Regions from separate parts of the Sus scrofa genome. Here region 1 is linked to region 2. Evidence: chromatin contacts called from public Hi-C data. All regions are on one chromosome and are shown on one strand. Each heading gives the region's core, a stretch centred on a gene start, on an enhancer-like site or on the middle of the called end of the contact. The rest is flanking DNA. Distances are from core to core; before and after follow the strand shown. Region 1 holds the start of SLC6A12 (sodium- and chloride-dependent betaine transporter). Region 2 has its middle 17 kb from the start of FKBP4.

Region 1 (7,780 bases), core at 2,707-5,206, 240 kb after region 2:
AGCCTAGTTTGGCTCCCCTCCCCACCCTCTGCCTGAGGCCACCTCCGCCTTTGTTTCAGGAGCTGCCAAGAGGAGGTGCCCAGGCGGCAGAGGGAGGCGCCCACCCACGCCCCTCGCCTGTGCCTCCACCTCCCAGGGACACTGGGGAATCAGAGTGACCAGAAGCTACCGAGGGTTCTGCTCCTCCAAGGCACTAGAGAAACACAAGGGATTCTTTTTATTAGAAGAAGAGTCTGTGTTTACTTGTTGGTCCTTTTAACCCAGGCAACAGCCCAAGCCCAAGTCAGTTAGAAAGGTGTGGCAGGGCCATCCGAGGTTATGGAAATTTTTGAAGGTGACTTGGAGGGTGCAGATTATCCCAGGAATGGGACAGCATGTGGGGGTGAAATTCTGGTCCTGGGACCTACTCGGAGGCTTCCATGACCCCGGCTCAGCCCAGGAGGGAAGATGAGGAGAGAGGCAGCCAGTGGAAGCAAAGGCCGAAGGCTCCAAGACAAGGGAAGAGAGAAGAAGAAGGGAAAGGAAGAGAGCTCCAGGTCCACAGGGAGTGGCCAAACCCCATGGGCCACTGTGATTGACAACCAAGCCTCAGGTGCAAAGAACAGGGCAGTCTGGCCCCAGGGGAAGAGCTGGTGACACCTGAACCAACTGCAGACCAAGTTGCTGCAGAATTGAGGCTGGGGCACCCTGAGGAATGGCCCCCGAATTATTACTGAATGAATGAACAGATGAATGGACTCAAAAACATGGACGAAGAAGCATCAGACAGACCCCAGGTCTGATTGAGACAAAGCCAATAATCATAGAAGTTGACATTTGAGTCAGCACTGTGCTCAAAACATAGACATCTTTACCTGCATTAAGTTTCATCTTCATAAAAAATCTTTGAAGTAGAAGTTGCTATCAACTCCATTTTATAAAAGAGGAAATGAACTCAGAGAGATAAAGGAACAGGACCAGACACCCCCAGTGCTCAGTAAACTATTTTTGAATGGCTGGAATAAACTTACCCGGACAGAGAGTGAGGAGCTGAGCCTCGACGTTGCTGTGTGGCTTTAGACAAATCACACCACCTCTCTGGGCTTTACATCTCCCTGAAAGAGAGAGTGGCTCCCGCTCAACTGGGGTGTTGGGAGGGCAGGGGATGCAAATGAGACCCATAAAAGACCTCGCCAAGCCGTAGGGTAGCTCAGCTTGAGGCCCCAAACATTTGGCCAATCGGGCAGCCAGGAGACAAATGTCACAGTCCCCAGACCAGAGGCAGTTATTTCAGGGCCAAGTTGTCCCCAGCAGCTGGAGGTTGGGAGCCCTGTCTAGGGAAGGAGTAAATGAAGGGAAAACCAGAGCGGAGCACAAGATGGCAGGCAAATCCCAGAGCCCAGGGTGGGCTCAGGATTTGGGAGAAGAAAACACAGATGAATTGACCCTGATGGGACAAGTTTTGTTTACTGTTGGCTTTTTGTTTTTTAAAGATTATTGAGAGGAGCATGATTTATGAGTAAGAACGAAAAACCGGAATGGCAGAATGAAAGCAAGAGCATGTGAGAAGGAAAGCTGGCCCAGAGCCATGGCAAGTCAAAGGGAAAAAGGCTTAAACTGCAGCAAGCAGGATTCAAGTTAGACCCAAGGAAGAAATTTCCAGGAGGATGTTAGACATAAAAACAAGCCATATCTCCTTTTGGGGGGTTATTTTCAAAAGCCAAAAGGACAGCATCCTACAGTCCTGCCACCCTGAGGTCCCCGTCTGTCCCTGGCCTGTTCGCTGGGAACACTTAAACAAAAGCATCATCCACAATCAAGATGACTTCTGGAAATCTCCTGCTTCCCAAGGGTCAACCCCAGCTCTGTCGCCTCTCCAGCCCCTGGCATCACCTGCCAAAGCTGCCACCTGCTCTCTAAGCTAGGGCAGGGTCGGGGGCATGGGTGAGGCCTCACCACCGTGCCCTCCAGAAGACACCTACAGCCATGCTGGGCCCAGTGCTGCCTGTGAAGAAAATCTTCAAGAGGCTGCCAAGTCCAAAATTAACCATGTTCAGGAGCTGGGGACATAGAGGCCTGGCCAGTGTCCAGCAGAGGAGGAGACACAGGTGGAAGTGCAGCCCCCCAAGTGTGGCTGGGGTGCCAGCGACATTCCATCATATCCCCACCCCCACCAGGGTTGGCCCAGCCTCTGACCTGGGGGAGCAGCCACCCCAGCCCCCTGATCAGCCCACACCCACATACCAGCTCCCACTTCTGTACACACGCTGGTGCCGTTCCCGTCACGTCTCCTTGCACACACATACCTGTGTGTATGGCACCAAGACCTGACCCCCGTTCAGTCCTTCACACCCCGTAGGCCACCTGGATCGGCTGCTGGTTGCCCTCCTGGGACACAAGCCCGCCCCTGTCGCCCACTGGACCCCAGAGTTCCCAGCAGCTTCCTCCTCCTGGGAGCCTGCTTGGCTGGAGGCAAGAGTCCCTCCCTCTGATCAGTTGCCGCTTCCTTCCCACCTGCTGGACCGTCTCCCACCACCACCCTGGCCCCCTGCCATCAGGTGATCACCCCTCTCTCACCCACGCTCCGTGGCCAGCCCCCCATCTACCAACTTTCCTGCCACCCAGGCTTGTCCCTGAGCAAATCAGATGCTGGAGATGGTGAGGGGGAGCTGGGGTGACACCCTTGTCCTAAGATTCCCAAAACACCAGACTTTTCGCAGCTCAAACACATGGTTCCACCCAGCCCTCCCCCAGGTTTCTGGGGCGGGATCTGGCCCGCTCTTCCCGCCCTTCCCGCTCACCTCGTCCTGGACTCCTGGGCTCTGCTCAGCCTTGAACCTCGTCCCAGGGCCCCCCGGGGGAGACTGCACCCTCCTGTTGCTCCCAGCTCAGAATCCAGTCGTGATCCTGGGACCCTCAGACCGACAGCAGCGTGTGTGTGTGTGTGTGTGTGTGTGTGTGTGGTGTGTGTGTGCGGCGGTGCGGCGCGCGTGCCAGCCGGTGTGTTGGGAAGTGAAGGGGCAGAGAAATACCACAAGCAACAGAAGGGACTGAGGTCAAAATTTTGTGAGCCAGGATTACAACATCCAACCCCAGGAAGTCCTCTGTCCCAGGCCCCCTCCCACGCCTCCCTCCGGCAGCACCCCACCCCCCACCCCCTGTGGATGCTGCCCCAGGTCGACCCCTCCAGCTGGGCTCAGCCTCGCACCCGCCTCCCCTCCCTTCTCCTCCTTCAACCCTGTTCCCTTCCCCCTCTCACCTCGGCTCCTTATCCTTCCAGGGAGGAGACGATGGGCAGGGCAAGGTCTCTCTCTCTCACCAGGGCAGCAGGACAGGCGCCCCCAGCTCCCAAGCTTGAAACTGAGATCTGGGGAGGGGAGCTGGCCTCGCTGACGAGGGCAGGGGAGGAGGTGAATCACGAGCTGGAGTTTTCCACCGAGTACCTGCCCCTGTGGTTTCAAGGCAGAGCTCTGGACCTTCACAACCACAACCCTTTTCCTTGGGATTTTCCTAGAGAAAGTGCCCAGAGCACACCCCCAGAAGCACAATCTAGAAAGGATACTGGTTTGCAGGCAGACAGAGCTGAGTCTGACCTCCCTCTGTCATTTACTGGTCAGCCAGGCAAGCATCTGAGCCCTGTTTCCCAACTTGTAAAGCGTGGGTAACACACCCACTTCACAGACCTGCTGTGAGGGCTAAAGGCAAGGTGGGACATGGCTTAGGGTGCTGCTGGTGCCTCAGGGGACTTGGTGGTGTTGGCTGCGAGTCTTCTGAAGCAAGGGCTGGGATGGTGGAGGGTCCAGTCTCAGGCAGGAAGCCCACGGCTGGAACATCCCACTGCCTGGCAGCCATCAGTGGCGAGTTGGTATTTGTGGAACAAGTGTCTGTCTCCCCTCCATGTGCCCAGTCCTCACTGCTGTTCCTGAGAGGTCTTCACAGCGCTGGACAGGACGGCCCTTGGCCACTCATTCAGAACAGCCAATGCCTCCTTCCGGACAACAGCGGGCTGCTTCAGCCCCGGCTGCTGTGGGGGAGGGTTGCGGGGAGAAAGGGAAATTTCCCTTTGCCTCTGCTTCCCCTTCGCATTTTCGACCTTCCCGGCAGGGCCGGGGTGTGAAGTGAGAGTCTCAGCCTGTAGTTTTCCATCGAGCAGCCCCCCCCACTCAGCATCCCTCCGGCCCCCACTTGGCACCTCCTGTGGGCCCCCCGTGGAGAGGAAGCCAGGGCAACCTCAGTTCTCAGACCCCTGGTGTCTTCGGGTGGCTGGGGGTGGGCGGAGCCGGGGAGGGTGCAGCTCCGCAGAGGCAGAGGCGTTTCCCCTGCACTCAGCTGGGATGCGGTGACTGCTCGCTGCCATGCCCTGACCCTTCACGCCGGGCCTACCGTGTGTCAACCACGCAGCCCGCTGCGAGGGGACACCAAAGTCAACGTGACCACCTGGTTGCAGCTACTCCAGGACAAAAGGCCCAGTCTCTGTGGGAGGGGGAGCGGGCGGGAAGAAAATCAGGCTGGGCAGAGGATGCGTTTCCTGGTTCAGTCATTCTTTTGAAAATGTTACTTCGTGCCTACAGTGTGTAGGCTTTCTGCAGGACTTTCTGTAATAAGGGATTACCTGTGTCATCTCTTCTTCACTTCACAGGACAGAGCTGCCCTGCTAGACCTGGCTTCCCTGTAACTCCCATCCCCCCCTTACTCAAGCCCACCCAACCCACTGGGCATTCAGAACAATTGGTAAACCCCTGGAGGCAGGAGACCCCTGTCTTTGCAAAAGGTAGGAATCCCTAAGTTACCTGGAAACCCTACCTGGGCTGGGCTGCTTCTATGTTGGGAAGGGTCCAGAGTCAAGATGAAATATGCTTAAATGAATCTGTTATCATGCTGCAGTGAAAACCACTGAATGTTCTCCTCACCACGGCCATCTTCTAACCCACACCTGCTTTTAGAGGGCCTGGCATGGCACTAGTTCCTGAGCATCTAACTCAGGCAAGTGCTTTACATGTTACCCCAGCTTGTCCTCACAAGACCTTGAAATGTAGGAATTATTAGCCCATTTTACAGATAAGAAAATTGGGATGAATAGAAGCTAATGATGTGTCCTAAGACCATATACTAGTAAATGAGGGAGCTGGGATTTGAAGCTGGGCTGGGCCTCTCGGCTCCAAAAATCCACACTCATTCCACTGCAGCATACTGGTTTCCAGACTCTGACTATCTAAAGGGTCACATTTCATAGTTCTTTGTTTCTGCCTCTAGCATTCAATACAGTGCTGGCTCAGAGTAGGCACCCAATGGATGTATGGAAGGATGAATGGAAAGAAGGAAGGAAGGAAGGAAAGAAGGGAAGGGGGGAGGAAAGGAAGGAAAGATAGATGAATGGATGGTTGGATGGAAGAATGGATGGATGGATGGATGGATGGATGGATGGATGGATGGATGCAGCTTGAGGGAAAAAATGATCCCGGTCTTCCCTCTTCTGGGAGGGCATTGCTCTCCCAGAATCAGGGGAAAGATCAGGGCTTGGAGGACTCAGGTCTTGCTTTTCTTGGACAAAACTGCTGGTGCTGAGCAGGACCCTTGGGCCAGAGCATGCAGGATATTTTAGCTCCTCTCTCTTGCCTCCTAGGAAAAATGCTTAGGTCAGAAATGTGTAGCCTTCTTTCTGGGGTCCAATACAGCCTGATGCCTGGGGCTGGGAAAGCCAGAGAGGCAGCAAGAGGTGTCTAAGCTCTTTCTGGGCTTTTCTGTTTCACTGACAGCCCAGTGTGGGGCAGGGGGGAGTAGGGTCGTGGAGAATAGGATGAATTTGCTTGAAATATGTCCACAAACCCAAGTGTAGGTGGGGTGTACAGTATCATCTCTGCAGAAAATGAAGACCCGAATTCCACAAAGAAACCAGCAGGTCCACAGCAGGTGAGGACTAGAACCCATACCTCCTGATCCTGGTTCACATTGTCCTGACATTAACAAAGCTGTCAATCTCCACAACTGACCGGCCCACCTCCCTGGCCGCCCAGGGTCTCGCAACTTCGGTCAGATGGTGAGAGAGACATATCTCACCCTCAGAACAGCCTTCCCAGACCCCCTGAACTAGATCATCCTTCCCACACCCACTTGTTTTTTCTCAGAGCCTGCGCTCTTCTCTCATAGCATTTGTCCTTCAAGAGATGCATCTGTTTTTGCTCCTGTGGGTCCTGAGCACAGCACAGCATCAGGAAGCAAGTGCACCGCACATGCTCTCAGACGTGTGGGGATGCCAGGTGTGGTACCTCCAGTTCCTGCCTGTTTCTCCAGCAGACTTATTTCTCCCATCTTAGGACCCTCTTGAGCCTGGCACCCTGGAGGGGGGGGATGGGAGTGCACAGCCAGTCACTGTCCAGGAAGGAGCCGCCAGGACTGACACACAGTAGGGCTGCTGTCATTGATTTTTATAAACTCTCCCAACAACAAAGAATCAAAACCCAAAGACTTCAGGCAAAGCCTTCAGTGCACGTTCCCACTACCTGACAAGTAAACTAAGAAAATCACCCAGGGAATACTGTGCAGCTCGGTCTGCAGTTCTAAGAATCCCCCTCCCGGGAACAGCCCTGGAAGAAGAGCCATCTGAACAGAGAACCTCCACGGGTCGGGGAGAAATGCGCTGTGTGCCCGCATTCCCCACGCCCCCCTCCACACACGTTCCCGGAGAGAGGCGCTGCAGGGCCGAGGCCACGTCCATTGTCCCGAGGGCGCAAAGGCTCTGCCTTCCACCTGTCTCCTGTCAGGCGATCCAAGCGCCCAGGCCCTGCAGCCCAGCGGAGGTTGCCGCGGTGCCACCCCTCGTGGCGGCGTCAGAGTCCATCCTGCTGGCCGAGCTGCGCGGTGATGGTCCCGGAGAAGGTGCTCCCTCTGCTGGCCGAGCCGGGTAGTGCCCCGCTCTGCCAGAGCTTCGCGGACCTGCCGCCTGGGGCCAGCGGTCGCCGCTGTCGCTCTCTCGCGCCCCTAGCACCAAGCCCTGGGCGCGCACACACACCGTTTTGGCGGCTGGGGTCAGACAAGGACACGGCAAGGGAAATCGGGCGGGAAGAAGCTCACCATCGTTTCCTCCCTCCTCCAGCAAGGGCTCAGGGGCCTCCTTCCTTGTCACGCCCCCCCCCAACCTCCATTGCCTTTCTTATCCACAAAGTGAAGGAGGAGGGGAGGGACTGGGGCGGGGTGAGGCGGGTGCGGGGATAGAGGTGAGCCGGCCCATCTGCCGGAGGGTCTGGTGATGGAGGACCTGGGGGGAGGGGTGCCGGAAGGGGGAGGGAGGGGGCAGGCCTAAGGGCCCACTTTAAAAATCAGGGGGTGGTCAAGGCAGCAAGTGAGGTGGGGCAGGAACCAGGCGGAAGTGCTAGCAGCTGGTGGGAAGAAGGTGGATTTAATGGAATGAAGTGAAGCCAAAAAGAGCTCCTGTCCCTCCCGCAGCCTCCCAAGTCCCCTTAATACTGGCCCTTCACACCGGTCCAGCCACCCCTGCAGCAGAGGACCTGGGGTGGAAGCCCAGCTCAGGAGGAGGATTCCAAATGTCCCCTCTTGTCTTGCCCACCCCGGTGGGACAAAGAAACACAGTGGGGCTGCTGCTGCCCTTTCCTTCTGCAACTGTCCCCATAGCCAGGCTTACTGGACTGTCCCAGGGCCTGTCCCCCTAGCAGTGAGACTCCACTTCTGTGAGTATGAGAAGTGATGTCCTGGGTGTTGCGGGGCAGAGGGTCCTGCCCTGTCCCACTGGGGCAGGTCCTCAGCTGGGCACATGAGCTGGCGAACTCTCTGCAAGGAGAGTGGA
Region 2 (6,828 bases), core at 557-3,056:
CCCTCTCACTCAGTTCTGATGGGAAGGCAAACCTGGCCTGCTGCTTGTGTTACTTTTGAACAGTGGTCCACAGTTCTGCAAACCAAGCTGATGCTGTTGAGGGGTGGGAGTCTGGAAGGTCAAGCCCACCTCATCCCTTAGAGACTCTCTGCCCATTGGGCTGCCCAGCATCAGTCTCCTCCAACCTGGTGCTGGCCTCACTGCTGACCTTTTGCGATGCTGGTCAGCACTTCGATGTATCACTCTGCCCAGGCACAGGGTTTATCGAAGGGGGGCAAAGGGGACCAAGCACACTGGTGACCGGGAGCTGGCAAGGTAAAGTGAGCCGCTGAGTTCCTTGCTGTCCCTGCCCTGGCCCAGCTCTCTCTCTGAGAATGTGGGCTGGCTGGCCAGCTGCTTCTCTGAATGAGAACTCCAGCCCTGGGACGCAGGATGCCTCAGACCCCTGGACACGGGATGTTCTTTTCTTTGCTACTTCTCCCTGGCCTAGGGCAGTTCAAATCCAGCCTCCCTCAGGAAGCCTTCCCGGATAGCTCCCCCTGACTGAAAGCCCTTACTTTCTACACTGCACATTTTCAGGGCTCAGGGACTGCCCATTTATGCTTTCACTACTCCGCCTGTGGTCCTCTACTCATTCTGCCTTCCAGTGAGATGACAAGCTTCTTGAGGACAGGGTGCGATCTTTCCTCATTGGTGTCATGTCTCACTAAACTTATTGTAAACCACTGGAGGGCAGGTATTTCACCTGGAGACAGTGTGTATGGTGGTTCAGTAAACTCTTCAGGGAAAGGAGGGGTGGACTGGAGCTAATGAGTGACGAGGAGGACTTTTTCTGAAGCTCAGAAGACTTGAAAATGGCATGTTCTTTCTAGTGGGGTGGATTCCTAAATTTAGGGCAAACCTATCAGGAAGCTCAATTTTTTACACTGTAAGAAGATGGGCCTTAGGGCCTTAGTCCCTTTTGCTTTTTAAATGTAGTCTCCTCCCAATATTTCAATAGACATCAGATATTTGCTGAGTATCTTGTATGATAAAAATGAAGGGCTCCAAGATAAACAGTGTTTCTCTGCAGGTGGCTAACATCCTCGTGTCTGTCACTCACAAACCGCTATTTCCACTCCAAACTCCTTCCGCAAATCCATTTCCTGTGTTAGGTGTTAGTCCCTTTTCCGTGTATCAAAATATAGATGATTAGACCTGCAGCCTCACAGGTGTCTGTGGTTGTGCTTCTCCTCGCCAGGAGGGGGCGCACGATGTCGCATGACGTGCGAAAGGGCACAGGGGAGGGGAGAGGAAGGAGGAGGGTTAAGGGGGAGGGAAGAGGTAAGGTTGAGAGGAGGGGCTGGGGGGAGGGAGAGGAGGGGTGGGGCGCCGGAGGATCCTAATTCCCAGGACACCAGGGACAACTTGCGACCAGTAGGAAGCTGAGTCAGAATCGGGAGAAGCTAGTCGTCAGATTCAGTCTTTTTATACAGAAGAACCAAACACATGTTTTACAACGATGGAGGAAAAAATTAGGAGTAACCTACAAAAATAAATGAAAGCAGCCGTAATAGTAGCAATGACAACGACAGGACGGGTTGAGAAACAAATACGATGTAATCCAAAGACTTTGCAGTTTAGTGGGGGAAGGCTGGCCCACCTTGTTCTGCACCCTGGCTGCACAGACATGGGTGCCGCCAACCCCTCAGCCCAATTTGTCTCTTTAAACGGCTAGGCAGTTTCCCCACCCTCCATCACCTCCTTTTTCTACCTCCCCTTTCCTCTTTTTTGGGCAAAGGAGGGGAGGGAAGATGTTTGTGGTTCGGACAATGCCCCTCATGGCCAGGAGAGGGCAGCAGTCACCCCCATCTTTCAGGTGCACACGCCACGCGATCCAGGATTTGCGTCATTTTTCCAAAGGTCACCGAGTGCCCACTAGGTGGCAGGTTCTACGTTGGACTCCGGGGGTGCAAAGCTGACTCCCCGCTCTGAAGCGGTCAGGGGTCTAAAAGAGTGAGTCAGCCAGGGAAACAAAGTGCGGGAAAGTGGGGGGGAAGCGCTCAGGCAGATGGAGCTTCAGGGGACTGCGTGTGGATTCCCAAGGAGAGGTGGGGTGAGAAGGGGTATCAAAAGAAGCCTCATAGGAGAAGATGTCTTGAAAGAGAATAGGGGAGTTCCCATCATGGCCCACAGTGTTTAACGAATCCGACCAGGAACCATGAGGTTGTGGGTTCAACCCCTGGCCTTGCTCAGTGGGTTAAGGATCCGGTGTTGCTATGAGCTGTGGTGTAGGTCGCAGACGAGGCTCGGATCCCGAGTTGCTGTGGCTGTGGTGTAGGCGGGTGGCTACAGCTCCGATTAGACCCCTAGCCTGGGAACCTCCATATGCCACAGGTGCGGCCCTAGAAAAGACAAAAGGACACACACACAGAAAAAGAAAGAGAATAGGGTTTTGCAGTGGACACGGCCAGGAAGCATCCCAGGCAGGGGAACCGAGGTGAGCCTGACTTTCCATGGCCAGCTCAGCTTGAGCAAAGGGTGCTGGGAGGAACAGGAAGAATCGAAAGCTGGGGCCATGAAGGGCTTTTTGGCTGCCATGTGGGAAGCTTGTACCAGGGCTGTGGAGGAAACGGGAAGCCATCACAGGGGCTTAACTGGGTGAATAACACAGATTCACACTTTTTTTTTTTTTTTTTTTGTCTTCTTAGGGCTGCACCTGTGGCATATGGAAGTTCCCAGACTAGGGATCAAATCAGAGCTATAGCTGCCAGCCTACACCACAGCCACAGCAACTCCAGATCCAAGCCACATCAGTGACCTATGCTGCAGCTTGTGGCAACACCAGATCTTTAACCCACTGAGCAAGGCCAGAGATTGAACCAGTTTCCTCATGGATACTAGTTGGGTTTGTTTTTTTTTTTTTTTTTTTGCCTTTTCTAGGGCTGCTTCCCAAGGCATATGGAGGTTCCCAGGCTAGGGGTCTAATCGGAGCTGTAGCCACCCGCCTACACCAGAGCCACAGCAACACGGGATCCGAGCCACATCTGCAACCTACACCACAGCTCATGGCAAAGCCAGATCCTTAACCCACTGAGCAAGGCCAGGGATCGAACCCGAAACCTCATGGTTCCTAGTCGGATTCATTAACCACTGCGCCACGACAGGAACTCCGACTAGTTGGGTTCTTAACCCAATAAGCCACAACAGGAACTCCTTCATCAGCATTTTATTTTTTAATTTTTTTGTTTGTTTGGTCTTTTGTCTTTTTAGGGCCACACCCGAGGGATATAGAGGTTCCCAGGCTAGGGGTCTAATCGGAGTTACAGCTGCAGGCCTACACCACAGCCACAGCAACACCAGATTCTTAACCCACTGAGCAAGGCCATGGATGGAACCCGAGTCCTCATGGATGCTAGTCAGGTTCGTTAACCACTGATCTACCACGGGAACTCCTCACTTAGCTTTTTTGATCTAGGGCTTTCTCCTTTCATCTTTTTTTCTCCCTTGCAATTTATTTATTGAGGAAACCGAGTTGTTTCCCCATATTTTGGGTTTTGCTAATTGTATTCTCATGACATTTCACATGTGCCTGGTGTTTCTCTGGTTTCTGTATTTACTGTAAATTAGTGCAGTATAAAGGTTTGATTAGCTTCAGGTTAGATAAGGAGGGGGCAACAGAGATTATGCTAGATTCTTCCAGTAGGAGGTAGATAATGTCTGATTGTGGGTTGAAAAATGGTGTTATTATTATATCATTCCTTCTTCATTTACTAACTGGCAGACTTCTACAAAGAGATACTGCCCCGTATAAATAGTTTGTTACCCAGCAGTGGTACAGTTTATATAGAAAAGTTTGGATAATTGCTTGATTTGTTCTTTTATTTATCATTTTCCAAAATAACTGGTTGTTTCATATCCTTTAATGGCGACTTTTTGTTTTGTTTTTGTCTTTTAGCCTTTTTCTAGGGCCGCTCCTGAGGCATATGGAGATTCCCAGGCTAGGGGTCTAATTGGAGCCATAGCCATCAGCCTACACCATAGCCACAGCAACGCAGGATCCAAGCCGAGTCTGCGGCCTACACCACAGCTCACAGCAACACCGGATCCTTAACCCACTGAGCAAGGCCAGAGATCGAACCCGCAACCTCATGATTCCTAGTTGGATTCGTTAACCACTGCGTCATGACGGGAACTCCCTTTTTTTTTTTTTAAAGAATCATTACAGGAGTTCTCTCAGAGCCATAATTCAATCAGCAGCATCTCTGGAGTGCTGGGACAAAGGTTCCATCCCTGGCCGGGCACAGCCAGTTAAGGATCTGGCGTGACCAAAGCTTCAGTGTGGGTCATGGCTGAGGCTTGGATCTGATTGCCAGCCCGTGAACTCCATATGCCATAGGGAGGCCAGAAAAGAAAAGAATCATTATGAACTCAGAGGCGTAAACATAATTGATGTATTTCAATCCATTGCAATTATTATCTCTATTAATGCCACAAAATGTCCTGTCTTTGGACGGAAGTCCTTCCAAATAGCCTCTTGAGATCTGTTGACACCATCTTAATCGCCATGTCCTGATATTTTTTTTTTTTTTTTTTTTTTTTTTGTCTTTTTAGGGCTGAATCCATGGCATATGGAGGTTCCCAGGCTAGGGGTGGAATCGGAGCCATAGCTTCCCGCCCATGCCACAGCCACAGTAACAGATCTGAGCCATGTGTGTGACGTACACCACAGCTCACAGCAACACCGGATCCTTAACCCACTGAGTGAGGCCAAGGATGGAACCCCGAGTCCGCATGGATACTAATCAGGTTCGTTACCTCACTGAGCCACAACGGAACTCCTGCTGTATTGTTATTTATAAGAAATATATGTTTGGTCATTCAAATGCCCAAAATGTATTTCTTATACATGTAGTTTAGGTCTTTATCCAAGGTTATTGAATCACAGCTCCCAAAACTCTTGGAATTCCCTGAGTGATGGAGCTATGAGAGCATTTTATGTCGTAATATTTGTCCTTAACTCCTGAAATTACTTCAGGGCCATAAAGGTGAAAGGGGTGCCTTGTTATTCATAATAAGCTCCTTTCCACCGCACTTGGGCTTATGTTAATGAGATGACTTTAGGGATGGGGACTTGTGGCCAGTGGAACCGCCCAGCTGATTACAGGGTTGGAATTTTCAGTCGCAGACCTCGGAGGAGGGGAGAAGGGCTGGAAGGGGAAATCAGTCACCAGTGGCTGAGGATTTAGTCAGTCGTGCCTACGCGATGAAGCCTCCATAAACCCCCAAAAGGGTGGGGTCTAGAGAGCTCCTGGCCTGGTGAGCAGGTGGAGATGCTGGGAGCGGGGAGCACCCAGAGGGCCCGGAAGCTCTGCACCCCTCCCCAAACGCTTCCCTGAGCCATCTCTTCATCCTGCTGTTCCTGAGTTACCTCCTTTTACAGAAACTAGTGCCGTGGCTGGTACGATGCTTCCCTGAGTTCCATGAGTGGCTCCAGCGAATCAACCAAGCCCAGTGAGGAATCTCTATTTGTAGCCAGTTGGTCAGAGTACAGATAAAGGCCTGGGCTTGTGACTGGCGCGTCTGAAGGGTGGGGGGCAGGGATAGTCCTGTGGGAGGGGGCCCTTAACCCATGGAATCTGATGCTGTCTCTAGGTGGATTCTGTCAGAATGGCCTTAAATTGTAGGACACCCCGCTGGTGTCCCAAGAAGTGCTCGGTGTTGAGGAGGTGGCAGACCCCCTCTAGGTTGGAAATTGAGTGCTCAGAGCATCGAGAGACGAGACGCATAGTCTTTGTTCAGTTCGTTGCTGTCAGAGTGGCAGTAAGTTCCCAGCTCCTGTTTCGTATTTCTGGCTCAGACCTGGAGTCAGCACTTTCTCTAGGAAGTCTTGGTTTCTCCAGTTGTATTTGGAGATCACAGTCTTAGTGCCAGGGGTAAATATCATCATAAAACAAACATTCTGTGCATACTATAACGTTCACCTATTTTGTATACAATTTAATGATAGTGTATCTACAGAGCTGTGCAACCATCACCATATCTATTTATAGAACATTTCTGTCACTCCGCAAAGAATCTCATACCCTTTAGAGTCGCTCATTGTCCCTCCAGAACACTAACTATGTTCTGTCTGTAGATTTGCCTGTTCTGGACATTTCACTGAAGGGGAGTCATGCGATCTGTGTTCTTTGGGGTCTGGCTTCTCTCGTGGAGCGTGATGTTGTTCCGCTTCGTAGCCGCTGGAGCTCAGGTCAGCGCTTCCTTCCTCTTTGTCGTTGAACAATCTCCTTGCACTGTGCCATGTGCACTCATCAGGCAATGGGCAGCGTTTCCACCTTTGGCGGCAATGGAGAAGGCTGTTGTGAACATTTACCTACAAGTCTTCACGTGGACCTGTGTGTTCATCGCCCCTGGGTTGATCACGTGACATGAAATGGCCAGTTTGTGGTAATTCTTTACTTAACATTTGAGAAACTGTCATACTATTTTCCAAGCAAGTGGCCGCATTATGTTACATTCCCACCAGCAATGGATGAGGATTTTAATTTCTTTACATTTTTGCCCAAACTTATCATGTGCTTTATTGGCTGTAGTCATTCCAGTGAGCAGGGAGAGATAGCTCACTGTAGTTTTGACTTGTATTTTTCTAGTGACTGAGATGGTGAGTGCTTTTCTTAAATGCTTACTGATCACTAATCATCTTTGGAGAAATGTCCGCTTAAATCCTTTGCCAAGGGAGTTCCCTCCGTGGCTCAGTTGGTTAATGAACCCTACAAAGGATCCATGTGCAGGTTCGATCCCTGGCCTTTCTCAGTGGGTTAAGGATCCGGCATTGCCGTGAGCCGT

The links. A called contact is a pair of places that touch in the nucleus more often than the background predicts.
Region 1: a Hi-C map of retroperitoneal adipose tissue shows a contact between it and region 2, with 2.5 times the contacts expected there. The contact joins the promoter of SLC6A12 here to the enhancer-like site in region 2. A contact is called at or near these places in 1 of 5 promoter capture datasets (liver) and 6 of 47 Hi-C or Micro-C datasets (embryonic fibroblasts, liver, mesenteric adipose tissue and 3 more).

Annotation. Positions count from the first base shown.
Region 1 is chr5:67,569,902-67,577,681 of Sscrofa11.1, forward strand. It overlaps SLC6A12 (sodium- and chloride-dependent betaine transporter), which reads right to left and starts at 3,957. Exons shown (of 17, transcript XM_021092481.1): 1 at 3,663-3,957; 2 at 2,781-3,368; 3 at 1,011-1,094. It overlaps SLC6A13 (sodium- and chloride-dependent GABA transporter 2), which reads right to left. Exons shown (of 18, transcript XM_005664093.3): 17 at 7,704-7,764; 18 at 4,248-7,701. The coding sequence ends at 7,643.
Region 2 is chr5:67,335,170-67,341,997 of Sscrofa11.1, forward strand. No RefSeq gene overlaps it. Among named protein-coding and RNA genes, the nearest start is that of FKBP4, 17 kb to the left of the region's middle. Within about 2 kb of position 1,807, at least 26 of the 83 cell types and tissues checked have an H3K27ac peak or open chromatin away from gene starts, as enhancers often do. A contact at or near this core is called in liver and retroperitoneal adipose tissue, where this site is marked.